Regions from separate parts of the Rattus norvegicus genome. Here region 2 is linked to region 1. The links are chromatin contacts, called in public Hi-C maps. All regions are on one chromosome and are shown on one strand. Each heading gives the region's core, a stretch centred on a gene start, on an enhancer-like site or on the middle of the called end of the contact. The rest is flanking DNA. Distances are from core to core; before and after follow the strand shown.

Evidence for each region. Hi-C and Micro-C count contacts between places; a contact is called where the count stands out from the background.
Region 2: a contact with region 1 is called in a Hi-C map of liver, with 6 times the contacts expected there. The contact joins two enhancer-like sites. A contact is called at or near these places in 12 of 12 Hi-C or Micro-C datasets (the A7r5 cell line, the Rat2 cell line, Schwann cells and 7 more).

Annotation. Positions count from the first base shown.
Region 1 is chr6:29,346,487-29,352,940 of GRCr8, forward strand. It overlaps Alk (ALK receptor tyrosine kinase), which reads left to right. Exons shown (of 29, transcript NM_001169101.3): 29 at 1,972-3,251. The coding sequence ends at 2,649. LOC120093199 (a long non-coding RNA gene) reads right to left here and starts at 5,404. Exons shown (of 2, transcript XR_010052206.1): 1 at 3,947-5,404; 2 at 2,759-3,066. Within about 2 kb of position 2,250, at least 3 of the 93 cell types and tissues checked have an H3K27ac peak or open chromatin away from gene starts, as enhancers often do. A contact at or near this core is called in liver, where this site is marked.
Region 2 is chr6:29,554,162-29,560,615 of GRCr8, forward strand. No RefSeq gene overlaps it. Among named protein-coding and RNA genes, the nearest start is that of Togaram2, 8.4 kb to the left of the region's middle. Within about 2 kb of position 3,945, at least 6 of the 93 cell types and tissues checked have an H3K27ac peak or open chromatin away from gene starts, as enhancers often do. A contact at or near this core is called in liver, where this site is marked.

The sequences.
Region 1 (6,454 bases), core at 1,000-3,499:
TTCGGTCCCCAGCTCTGAAAAAAAAAAAAAAAAAAAAAAAAAAAAAAAAAAAAAAAAGCCAGCACCGCATGTGCCCGGAATGAACTCATCTGCTGACGCATGGGACACCAACCCATGTCCGTGCCACAGAGATATTTTAGAAAAGCCAAGCCATGAGCCACTATCTCTCTAAATTCCCTCAGCTGGGACTAAGGACGGACACTTTCTCCAAACTTCTGCCACTCTGTGTCTAGCGCACTGACCCAACCCTCCCAAGGCTTTCAGCTGTGAGGGTGAGCCACCTGCTTCATCTAGCTGGACTCAGTGGCCATGTTACTGGGGGGAAGGGGGTGCCAGGGAACCTTGTTTACTGACATTCAGCTTATGATGCTGTAACAGGAATCGAATGCCCTCATAAACAGACACACATTCACGTACCTTCTTTGGGGTGTTTTCTCCAGAATATGTAACACCTTCACAGAAGCAGGTGGCTATGCAGCTGTGTGTCGTAAAGGACTCACTGTGGAAGAAGCTGGGAAGAAATGAAATGGCCTTTGAAAAGATATTTGTAGATGTTTTCTTAAGCCCTTTGCTGATGGATACGAGACCGCCGTGCTGTTCTGTAAAACTTAAGCAATGGAGGCCTTTTCCCCTCCGTTTGCATAAGCTACCGCCGAATTAAATTTCCCCAGAGTTTTCTCCCACAAATTTTCCTTTAAACCCATGGCAACTGCATCTGCTTTCGTCTCGCAGTCTGTGACTCTGACAGTGATCTAGCGAGAGCTGGTTTTTTGTGAATGGTTTCTCCTCCACAAAAGCCCAGCACATCTGAATGGGCGAATGAGTCTCTGCCTTGGAACATCTGCACAGGCAATGAGAACGTACAGCAGAGAGTCACCACGAGGAAAACTCCAGCTGCTTAGGGAAGGAGCAAACCGTACCCTGTGTAAGCCAAATGTGGCGCCCCTCTTCCCTGCCACCTTCCCTACAACAAAACTAATATCACATTATCTTTTGTCTTTGAAGTTGCAAAAATAGTACTGAAAATAGACCATGATGTTTTAAGAGTAATGTTTAAAAAAAAAAAAAGGCAGGGACCAGTGAGATGGCTCAACAGATTTAAGGTTTGTGCTTGCCAGAGCCAAATGACCCGTTTGACACCCCAGAACCCACATAGTGGAGGGCAGAGAACCCACTCCATAGGGTTGTCCTCAACTTATACACACACACTCGCGCACGCACGCACGCACGCACGCACACGCACGCACACGCATACCTGCACACATATACAAACGCACAATAAACTAAAATCTAATAAAAAATTTAAAAATGTAAAAATTGCCCCAGGGGCTTCTCTCAGTCCTCTCCCATCCCACTGCCCCCCCAGGCTCACCAGCAACCCCTAAGCACCGGGTACCCTCTCCTACTACAGTGGGTTTTCAAGAACAGTGGTGCACACTCAGTACTCCGATACCTACCTGTGAATTAATGCATTAGCTTGCTTTCCTGTTACTGTTTTCTGTTTACGATAAACACCATGGGCAAATGCAACTTGGGGAGGAAAGTCCTAACACTTTACCAGTCGTCATCATGGTAAGCCAGGGCAGGAGCTCAAGGCAAGGGACAGGAACTGAAGCAGAGACCACGGAGAAAGATTGCTTATTGGCTTGTTCCTGCGGCTTGCTCAGCTTTTTATATAACCCTGGAGGGATGACACTGCCCACAGTGGACTGAGGCCTCACACACCCATCATTGAGAAAATGCCCCACAGACAAGCCCACAGGCCAATCGGATCGATGGAAGCAATAACTCAGTTAAGGTTCTCTTCTTAGAGTCTCCAGTGACTCTAGTTTGTGACCAGTTGACAGAAATGATCGTCTGTAAACAGTTAGCACCGCCCCCGCCCCTTCCTCTCTCCTTTCTCTCTCATCTCTTCCAGATTCAACATCTCTATGATTCCGTGTTCATCCATCCTCTCTCTTCTTCCCACAGGACCCCGATGTCATCAATACAGCTCTGCCCATCGAATATGGCCCCGTAGTAGAGGAGGAGGAGAAAGTGCCCATGCGCCCCAAAGACCCTGAGGGGATGCCTCCTCTGCTGGTGTCTCCCCAGTCTGCGAAGCACGAGGAGGCGTCCTCAGCCCCCCAACCCTCAGCCCTGGCAGCGCCAGGCCCGCTGGTGAAGAAGCCCTCGGGTGCAGGCGCGGGAGCGGGTGCCGGTCCGGTGCCCCGAGGTGCAGCCGATCGGGGCCACGTGAACATGGCGTTCTCTCAGCCCAACCCTCCCCCAGAGCTGCACAAAGGCCCGGGCTCCAGAAACAAGCCGACCAGCCTGTGGAACCCCACCTACGGCTCGTGGTTCACCGAGAAGCCAGCCAAAAAGACCCATCCCCCACCGGGCGCGGAGCCGCAGGCCCGGGCAGGAGCGGCGGAGGGTGGCTGGACCGGGCCGGGTGCGGGGCCCCGCAGAGCCGAGGCTGCGCTGCTGCTCGAGCCGTCGGCGCTCAGCGCCACCATGAAGGAGGTGCCCCTGTTCAGGCTGCGCCACTTCCCCTGCGGCAACGTCAACTATGGTTACCAGCAACAGGGTCTCCCCTTGGAAGCCACTGCTGCCCCGGGGGACACCGTGCTGAAAAGCAAGACTAAGGTCACCCAGCCAGGGCCCTGAGCCCGGCGTCCCACTAGCTTTTCTCCCTGGCTGGAGCTGAAGCCCACCGGGAGGGAGACGGACAGAATGACTCCACCACAATTCCGAGACCAAATGTCACTCACTTTCATTTTTGTGCCAACTTGTTTTGAAGTGCCACATTTAAAAGAGAAAAAGAAGAAAAAAAAAAGAGGAAAACTTGTTTTCAAGATGTGTTAGAAAGGTTTTTGAGCATGGGTTCATCCATCCTCAAAGAAGAAAATGCCGTTCTTAAGAAAGCGATCAGTACAAGGCCCAGATTGGTTGCGTAGTTTTGGTGCATGATCTGCTGTACAGTCCCCTCAGGCTTCTTTCCGATTTGTGTGTGCTCTCTGCTTCCGTGTAGTCAGAAATAGCTGCCTCCATGTCTCATAGGGGGAGTCGTAGGTGTTTCCTTGCCTTGTGGATATGAACCATTCGAGGGGCGAGGGAACAGAAATAAAGGAATTAATTTCAATGACTCAGCATGAGGAGAGACGTTATTTACGTGGAAAAGAAATATCATACACTGTCATCGCTGTGGGTGGTGGTTAGAGGCTTTTAATTGTTCTAACTCATTGCCTATTGTAAAAAAAAAAAAAAAAAGCCGTGACTAGTTCATAGTATAGTGAAAAAAGTGTATATATTCATCTAAGCGAAATGCAGCCATCGCAAATGCTTTGCATATGAAACTCCAGTAGAGACGCAGCGATTCAAACACCCTGTTAACATACCTCATGCCTTAAGAAAAAAATTCTTCCTACTAAAAGTAAAAATACCGCGTGTGAGGTTTCCTACTGGATTTAAAACTCAAGACTGAAATTACTTACTTCCACACTTTCCATTCATTCAGATCTGATCACTTTTTAAAACTCAAGTAGCAGCCGTCCATTGAAAGCATAGGAAGACACACATTTGTGGACACGTATATCAATACATCTGAGGCTCGACCCTCCCCGAGGTCCTCCCCTCCTCCGTGATGCACTGGGCCTTCCAGTGGTCTAGACCCTGGTTGGTCCTTCCCCAGTTCTCCCAAGCTCTCTCTTTCTCCCTTAGCCATGAGATCCTGGTTTGCTGGGAATACAAATATGATTTAATACTCATAGCATAATTCATATAGATCTCCAATACTGATTATGACAAAACATTTGGAATTAAAAAATTGCTTGGAGAGTTGAGGATAGTACTGTGTTTCAGTGGGTGTTCTGAACCTGGCTTTCACAGATGAGATTTATTTCTATGAAATGCAATTGGGAACCCATTAAATGTTATACACATGCTTATGCAATACCGAGTTTACCTATGTTTTCATGTTCCTTTTCTCTCCTTCTGTATCCTCCTGCCCATTTTGTTCCTGGTGGGAGCCATGATGAAGTATTTCTTTGGGGTGAGACATTTTTGTTACTTGCTAGGTACGAAGCATTTCCATCAGAGGGACTGCGCGTGCGTGTGTGTGTGTGTGTGTGTGTGTGTGTGTGTGTGTGTGTGCCTTTCTCCTCATCTTCCCCATTTTATCCACTGCAAAAGTGTCGTTTTGAGTGTAGGAGAGCCATTGTGTTCTAATATGCCAATTCCAGACAACGGTTCAGTTTCCACAAGGCAGTTATCTGGCCCTTGAATTGATTCTGAACATCTAGAGATTCTTTTATACTCCAGGGACTTCTTTCCCAGAACTTCCCAAAACATTTCCCATGGGACGTCCCTGAAGCTGGAAGACAGGCGTGCAACTGTGAATAACAGTTCTGAAAAAAAAAAAAAAAAACAAAAACAAAAAAACATGTTATCGGTAAAGTTTTGGTTTGTGCAAAAAAAAAAAAAAAAAAAAAAATAGGCACACGACCAAAAAACCTTGTTCCAGCTCACAAACCACCCAAAGGGATTCCAGAGTCTCGCTTTGAGAAACACTGCCCCGAAGGCTGACGCCAGAGGAGCTGTCTGTAACCGAGAAAACAGCTCAGCAACATCGGTAGTCACTAACCGACTAGGCAGGGAGCAAGCTCTGTTGTTAATGGGGGAATTTTGCCCCTTTTCGCTCTAAAAAAAACTACAGATTCAGGTTGTGCCTTACTACCACTGATGGATTTGTTGCTTTTCTCTGTCTTTATTGGTATCAATCAATGTTCATGTAAATGATGGTCAAACCTTCAAGCCTGTGTACATGGATAAGTAAATAAACAGCTCCATACTGAGCCATGATGACATCAGATGTTTCATTGAAGTTGGCGCAACCCCCTCGGCACCATGACTCTGGATTACTGTCCACTACGTATTGTGCCAGCCATATGGCTATGGTAATCTATACAGATGCTGGACTCTTAATGCATTCATTAACCAGGACAGCGAGCTCCACTTAGGACGTGAACAGGCCCAATTAAGGTTTGCAGGAGCCATGCTAATCAAACCATAAGCTAGTCTAATTATCTGTACTCTGTGTCTATAAAGGAAGAATCAAAAAAGTCATGGCTGTTCGCCTGTGGGAGTAGCAATCTGTGAGGAATGGCCGGCTTGTTAATAGTATATGATGCCTGTATACGTCAAATCAAAAGAGAGGTGCGGCATCTGCTTTTAAACAGTACGTCCGGCTTAGCAGACTACGGTAGGCTCTCTGGCACCAAGTGGTGTCTGAGTCCTGGCTAACTGAAGTTAACCAGGCACATATCCAAAAAAGACAGTAACGCCCTGGTCCCCCTGGGAGATCGTAAACACAAAATCACAAGCAGTCCTCTTGCACTCTGGTAGCTCCCAGGTGCTGTGGGGTTGACTGACCTACGCACACTGAGGATTCTTGGCTCTCCCACTGTAGGTAAGGTTTCCCTTTGTCTGATGATGGTCACAAGACTGCCATCTTGACTGTCTCCTTCGGGGCTCAAGGGAAGACTGTAAAGACCGAACTCCCAAATACTGGAAACAGAAAGGAAGCTCTTTTAAAATAGTCATTTTCACATAATATTTGGTGAACCCTAGGGTGGTAAAGTATTACATAATTACAAACTAATTTTATTATTTGAAAATGTGGAGCTTTTCCATCCAAATCCACAAGAGGCACCTGTAAGCAATTCTAATGACTGGGCTACTGTGATAGGTTTTCTCCAGTAATACATCAGGATTAAAAGTCCTCCTGAGCTTTATAGCCCTCTTTAAAAAAAAAAAAAAAAAAGTGTATGAATGTAGACTCCTCCAAACGCAGGCTTTCCAGGGCAAGATTCCCAATGCTGTCTGAAGTGCTATCAACCTGTCTTTCGCTAATGCATTTTTTAATGAGTCCCAAAAGAGGCCACAATCCGACTTTACTAATTTCACAGCAGCAGATTGTTCCCGTGCTGCACGCACGCACGCACGCACGCACGCACGCACAGATACAAACCGCTGTTCCTGAATTCCTTGACACGATGTCCTGAAATCAGAGAGGATGCCGGAGAAACTACGGGAAGGCTGTTAGTCAGGTTCTGTTTGCACTTGGTTCCCTGACGCAGGTAGAGTTCATTTCAAAGGCATCCTTGAATCCAAACTCTTGCTAAGCTGCAAACACTTGAAAAGTTTGACAGGGACAGAGTGATTATGTAAAATTAGTGGGACGGCGTGAAAGTCCTGTGAATTAGGACAGAAAACTAAAGCCACCCTGTTCTCTCTGTGGCATGATACATGTAAAACGAGTGTGCGCCCCTCGCCTGGGACAGTGGTGTTACCAGGCTCCGTAAAGGACAACCTTGGCCTCTTTCCGGGTTCCTGCCCAGATCCACTTCCTCTTCGGACACCCTGCATGCTCTCTCCTCACTCCATCCCTGCCAACACTCACCCGCAGTTACTT
Region 2 (6,454 bases), core at 2,695-5,194, 210 kb after region 1:
AGGAAAATGTACACATTTGTCCAGGGTGCTCTCTCTCTGTCTCTGTCTCTGTCTCTCTGCCTCTCTGTCTCTCTATCTCTTGGCCTCTGTCTCTCTCCCTCCCTCTGCCCCCCCCCCACCAGCAGATACAGAAACAACCTCATCACTCCCCTTAAGCCACTACCAGAGCCAGGAAAGGAGGCCACCACAGAGAAGATTGCTAAAGATGTCTCCTACCAATCCAGTCTGTTAAACTATAAACAGCCACCATCCTAAGTGTATTGGAGTGGTTTCAAGTCCCTCCCCTGAGTGACGGACAAACACTTCCGATCTCTCAGGTTCAGAGAGATGCTGCCTGGTTTCCTTTCCAAGCTGCTGATCCCCAGTGGATCAAGCCCTAACCACAGGCTCCCTAGAGACAGTGAGTGGGGATGGCAAACACACACACACACACACACACACACACACACACACACACACACCACACACCACACACACACACACACCACCACACACACACACCACACACACACACCATACCACACACATACACCACCACACAATATACACACACCACACCACACACACACCACACACACACACCACACATACACCACACACACACACAACAACACACACCATACCACACACACAACACACATCTACACACACACAACACACATCTACACACGCGCCACACCACACCCACAGACACACCACACACATACACACACACCACACCACACACACACACACACACACACACACACACACACACACACACACACAAACATGTCTTCCAGGAGAAGACAAGTCAGGACTGGCCAAAGGGAGAGCAGCCCAGTAGTTTTAGGCAATGACTCTATTTGATGTGAATGGGAAGAAAAGACTTGTTTCTCACTGTTCTCCTGGGTGACAGTAACCATGGATATAAATCAATTTTTGGAACCTGTCAGCTGCCAGTTGAATGTAAGGAGCATCTTTTCTCATAGCCATGGCCAGGCAGGCAAGAGAAATAGACACGGCCACCCAGGCCAATGGACCCTCAGACAAGAAGACAAAACAAAACTTCTGTCTTTATAACTAACCCACCCTGAGGGATTGTGTTACAAGCAAACAGATGATGACAGCAGCCTAGGTAGACTCTGTTAATTATTTATTTACTTAAGGAGGAGAAGCCCAGAGGATGAGGGAAAATACTGTCAGAATTAGAAAGCTAGGCTGGGCTGCATACATCTGAAGAACAAGGACCTGAAAGGCTGAGACAGGAGGATTCCTTGGGCACCGGACAACCTGGCTAACAGAGACCCTGTCTCAAAAAACTAACAGCGGGTTGGGGATTTAGCTCAGTGGTAGAGCACTTGCCTAGCAAGCGCAAGGCCCTGGGTTCGGTCCCCAGCTCTAAAAAAAAAGAAAAAAAAAGAAAAAGAAAAAGAAAAAAAGAAAAAACTAACAGCAATAACCGATAATATCAATAACAATAACCTGCACACAAAGTCAAGTAGGCAAACCTTTAAGATGGACGAGGTTTGGGTGGTGCTGCAAAGATGGCCCAGTGGCTGAGAACGCATATTGCTCTTGCAGAGGACCTGAGTTTGGTTCCAGCCCCCCCATTAGGCAGCTCACATCCATCTGAATTCCAGCTCCAGGGGATCGGACACATTTGACCTCAGTGGGCACCTGTACTCACAAGCGCAGAGCCGCACGCAGACACGCAATGTAAACATAATAAAGGTAAATCTCTTCTAAATAAATTCAAATGTCCTTGAAACAGGAAGATTCCTGATTGGACTGTGGACTTGGTGGCTCTGTGGTCTTGGTCTAGCATGGGCCCTGTGCAGGGCGGGTTCCCAGACATGTCACAAACCGCTCTAACTCCCCTCCAGAGCTGTCTGAGGTGCTCCATCCAGTCCTCCACGTGCAGATGGAAAAATTGGCACTCACAGGAGGTAAACAGCTCGCCCAAGGCCACAGAGGGGCAGGCCTGGCCGGGACACCGTAGAGTTTTCAGAATGCTCAGCTCCTTCCCAGGAAAGGGAAGGCCAGGCCAGGCCAGGCCAGGCCAACTATGCTGGAGCCAACAGAGGACAGCTTGCGGTAAGAGCTACCAAGAGTTAATGTATACCATTTCTTTTCTTTGTTTTTTCTTTCTTTTATTTTTCTTCTTTGTAGCAGAATGGTTGTCCTTGTGTTGCTTTAAAAAATAATAAATAATATTATTAATATTAAATAAATTAATAGATAAGGTCCCAGTTTTGTTTTTGTTTTTTTTTTTTGTTTTTTTTTTTTTGTTTTTTTTGAAAAACAAAAAAAGTTATCTGGTTTTGCCCATTCACTTAAGCAATGCTTTTAAAACCAAGTCAGCCACTCACAAGACAGAGGCAAGGAAGCCAGCCTGGTGCACAAAGCAAGTCCCAGGCCAGTTGAGGTTATATGAGCTGTTGTCCAAAGCAAATAAATAAATAAATAAGGAAGGAAGGAAGGAAGGAAGGAAGGAAGGAAGGAAGAAAGACCTGGAGCTAAAAAGATGATTCAGCAGTTACAAGTACTTCCTGCCTTTCCAGGGCACTGGAACTCTGTTCCCAGCAACCCTGCTGGGCAGCTCACATTTGCCAGCAAGTCCAGTTCCAAGACAGTCATCACCCTGTTCCGGGCTCTGTGGGCACCTGCATACACATGGCAGACACACGTACAGAGACGCGAATTCACATAGACATCAATAAAATTGATTTAAAAAAACCCACAAAGCAAGTATCCAGAACCCGATGACACACTGTGGTAATCCCAACACTAAGGAGGCAGAGACAGGAGGATCGGGAGAGGGCTCATTGAGAGTTTGAGACTAGCCTGGGCTACGTGAGGGCTTGCCTCAACAAGGAAAGAACTAAGTGCCTTGTGAACCTGAAAATGCACTGCAAGTTTCTACAAATGAATGTCTTTTTCTCATAAACTTGTACATTCGCCGACCCAGAGACCTCTAAACACAAAAGAAATTCAGTTTTTGTAATGCTGGAAATCTCTCAGTCTATATTTATAAACACCTCTGAAACGCAGTGCTGTCCTGTGAACCTCGTGGGGTGCAAAGCCCGGGTGGATCACGGTATTAGAGCCCTCTCGCGGCAGTCAGTCTGGCCTCTGTATTACGGACACACAGTCACAGAGACGTCTGGAAGGACACATGCGATAACACTGGTCTTGCTTACTTCAAGATCAAAATTAGTGGTGACCTATTTCTGCCAGTATGTACAACCCTGACTGTCCTGCGGTTTATTCTGCAAGCTCAGTCCCTTCATAGAGCAAGATGGCCTCAAACTTAGAGACCCACCTGCCTCTGACTCCCAAATGCTGATATTAAAAGCATGCCCGACTTATTCTTTTCACTTTTCAGTAGACTTGAAGTTTTCAAAAGTTTGGAAAAGAAGCCAAGTGACAATTAAAATTATTCCTCACGCTGCCATTGAGCGAATGTGTAATCCTATCTCTTATGGACAAAGTCCGTGCAGCGGGGAGAGGGTGGTGAGCTGGGGGCGGGGGTGGGGGGGTTGTCCATTATGGAAATGAGGGGGAGCCTGCAGTCTCTGGTGCTTCACTGTTACACACTACAAGTCGCCCATGCTGCTTCTGCCAAGCTGGGTGTTTGCTCAGGCTAGTCCACTGGGTCTGTGTTCAGGCCCAGGACATGAGAATATCAGCTTGGGGGCGGGGGAGGGAGGCACTGCCCACTTCGGAGAAGCTGGAGGGAATTGGAAGGCGCAATCGGAAGACCCTGTGTCCTCCAAACTGGGATGCATTTCGGGGGCGGGGGGGAAGAAAGAAAGAAAAAGAAAAAAAAGAGAAAAAAAAAAAGAGCTGGAAGCACCTTGGAGATTCCCGAAGGCTGTAGGAGAAAGCGGACAAGTTCACCAGGGCAGCGTTCTCAGGCAGCCCCACTTCCTGCGGGTAATGGCGTGCTGATAAGAGAGTTGCCCGGAGGAAGACTGACACCTTGTGGTTCACTTTGATTTTGACGATTTCCACTTGGACCCCAGAAAGAAACCAGGGCAACTGGACAGGCCTAGAGAATGAACATCCATTGGCATTCCTTGACTCTAGGCGCAAAAGCAATTCCACCGTGTTCACGAAACTTGAGCAGCACACTGGATTATACTGCAAAATCCACAGCCAAGATGTCCGCTGGAAGAAGGAGGCCTGGGTCCCGAGAACAGCCATGCTCTCACCACCTCACCCGTTTGGTTTTTTACAAGCTGAAAATCTCTCCGTTAACCGAGATTAACAGAAGGCCTCAATTCTAAGGAGTTTTAGTTGCAGGTTTCCAGAACACCTCTATCAAGGAACTATTTGTCCTGCCTTTCCTGAGGCACTCATTCATGAGGTAAGAGTTGGCAGGCTCTGGTCATCTGTCCCAAATACCCAAACCTATGAAGGCAGAAGCAACAGGCATGATTTTTCCAAAGTTAAAAAAGAGAGGTCTGGAGAGATGGCTCAATGGTTAGAGCATTGGCTGCTCTTCCACACAGCTCTCTGTACCTCCAGTTCCAGATCTGACTCCCTCGCACAGATATTCATAAAGACACAACACAGACACAACAATGTGTTGTTATGTTAAATGGTTAACAATAATAAATTTATTAAATAAATGGTTAGAATAATAATCAGTTCTTTCTAAGCAAAGAGGAATGCATTCAGTTATAATATTCCAAGAAATCAATTCTCATAAGCCTACTGACTGTCAAAGAGCAAATCTAATTTCTATAGGATTTATGTTTAATTTGGGTCAGGAGTGTTTGCCCTGTGAAACTTGACCTGAAATCTGTTGAAGCCAGATGAGAGGCAACATGACAGATCTATGGAAATCTCAAGTACCAAAGCCTGCACCCAGACTCCTACCTATCTGCAAACGTTATCATCTTTATCAAATTTGCGGCACTTAGAGTCACCCAGGAGACACTCTGGGCACTCCTGTGGGGACATTTCCAAAGAGGTTTAACTGAAGAGGAATACCCCTCCTCGGGTAGCACCATCGCACAGACTGGAGCCCCAAACCCAATAAACAGGAAAGGATACAGAAAGTGAATGAGTGCTAGCATTCCTCTCTCCCTGCTTCCTGATGGTAAGCAGTGTGACCAGCTGCCGTTTTCCTGCTGCCGAGCCTTCTGTGCCTTGATGGGCCACATACCCTCAAAATGGTGGATCAAAACAAGCTCTCTTTTCTGAAGTCGAGTTTCAGCATCCTAGAAAGATACTGGCACAGCACCTACACAGTAGCACAAGGGCCCGGGAAACGCCCTTATTTTATCAGGGCACTAAAAACAGCCCATATGTCATGGATCAGGAAATGCTCCGACAGTCTGAAACTCCAGGGTGGGACAGTGCCTTAGTTAGGGTTTTACTGCTGCGAATAGACACCAGGACCAATGCACTCTTATCAGGATAGCATTTAATTGGGGCTGGCTTACAGGTTCAGAAGTTCAGTCCATTATCATCAAGGCAGGAGCCTGGCAGCATCCAGGCGGGCATGGTGCAGGAGAAGCTGAGTTCTACATCTTCATCTGAAGGCTGCTTGGAGAAGACTGGCTTCCAGGCAGCTAGGAAGAGGGTCTCAAAGCCCAAGCCCACAGTGACACACTTCCTCTGACAAGGACACACCTCCTAATAGTGTCACTCCCTGGGCCAAGCATATTTAAACCATCGCAAACAGGAATTGGTATAGGAGTCCCCACACCCTGAACTGATCTTGACACACTTGAGAATGGTGAAGTTTTGTTCCTAAATTGGTCAGCTCTCCAAAGCGCATTGCCTAAGAGTTAGACCACAGACTGCTACATACATATAGGATACCATCCGTGTGGAGACAAAGAAACCAATTGCCTCTCATCAGCGCATCTGTCTGATGCAGATCCACAGAGAAAGATGAAGAGGGACCAAGGTCAGAAAGAACTGCTGTTGCCTCCACATGCAGTTGAAGAGGATTAGGGGTGATGGGCTCTGGCCTAAGCCACAGCCTTTGTCTTCTCTTTAGAGCAGTGGCTTTCAACCTTAACGCTGTGGATCTTTAACATAATTCCTCCTGTGGCAATGACCCCCTAAGTCTAAAATTATTCTTGTTGCGATGTCATAACTGTAATTTTCCTGCTGCTATGAATTGTAATGGAGATATCTGTTTTTTTCAAAGGCCTCAGCCAACCCCTATGAAAGGGTCCTTGACAACCTCCAAAGGGTCAAGACCCACAGGTTGAGAACCACTGCTTTAATAGCGTGCATTCTACACCACTTGCCTAGTTTAAGTAGCTTCTAATGTTAGGCTGGCCTGATGTCTCAACAACGAAAGGCACTCACCTCCAAGCCTGTCAGCCACTGACACGGATCTGCCTATGAGTTGTCCTCTGACTACATACATGACATGAGATGCAAGTGCACATGAGAGAGAGAGAGAGAGAGAGAGAGAGAGAGAGAGTGTGTGTGTGTGTGTGTGTGT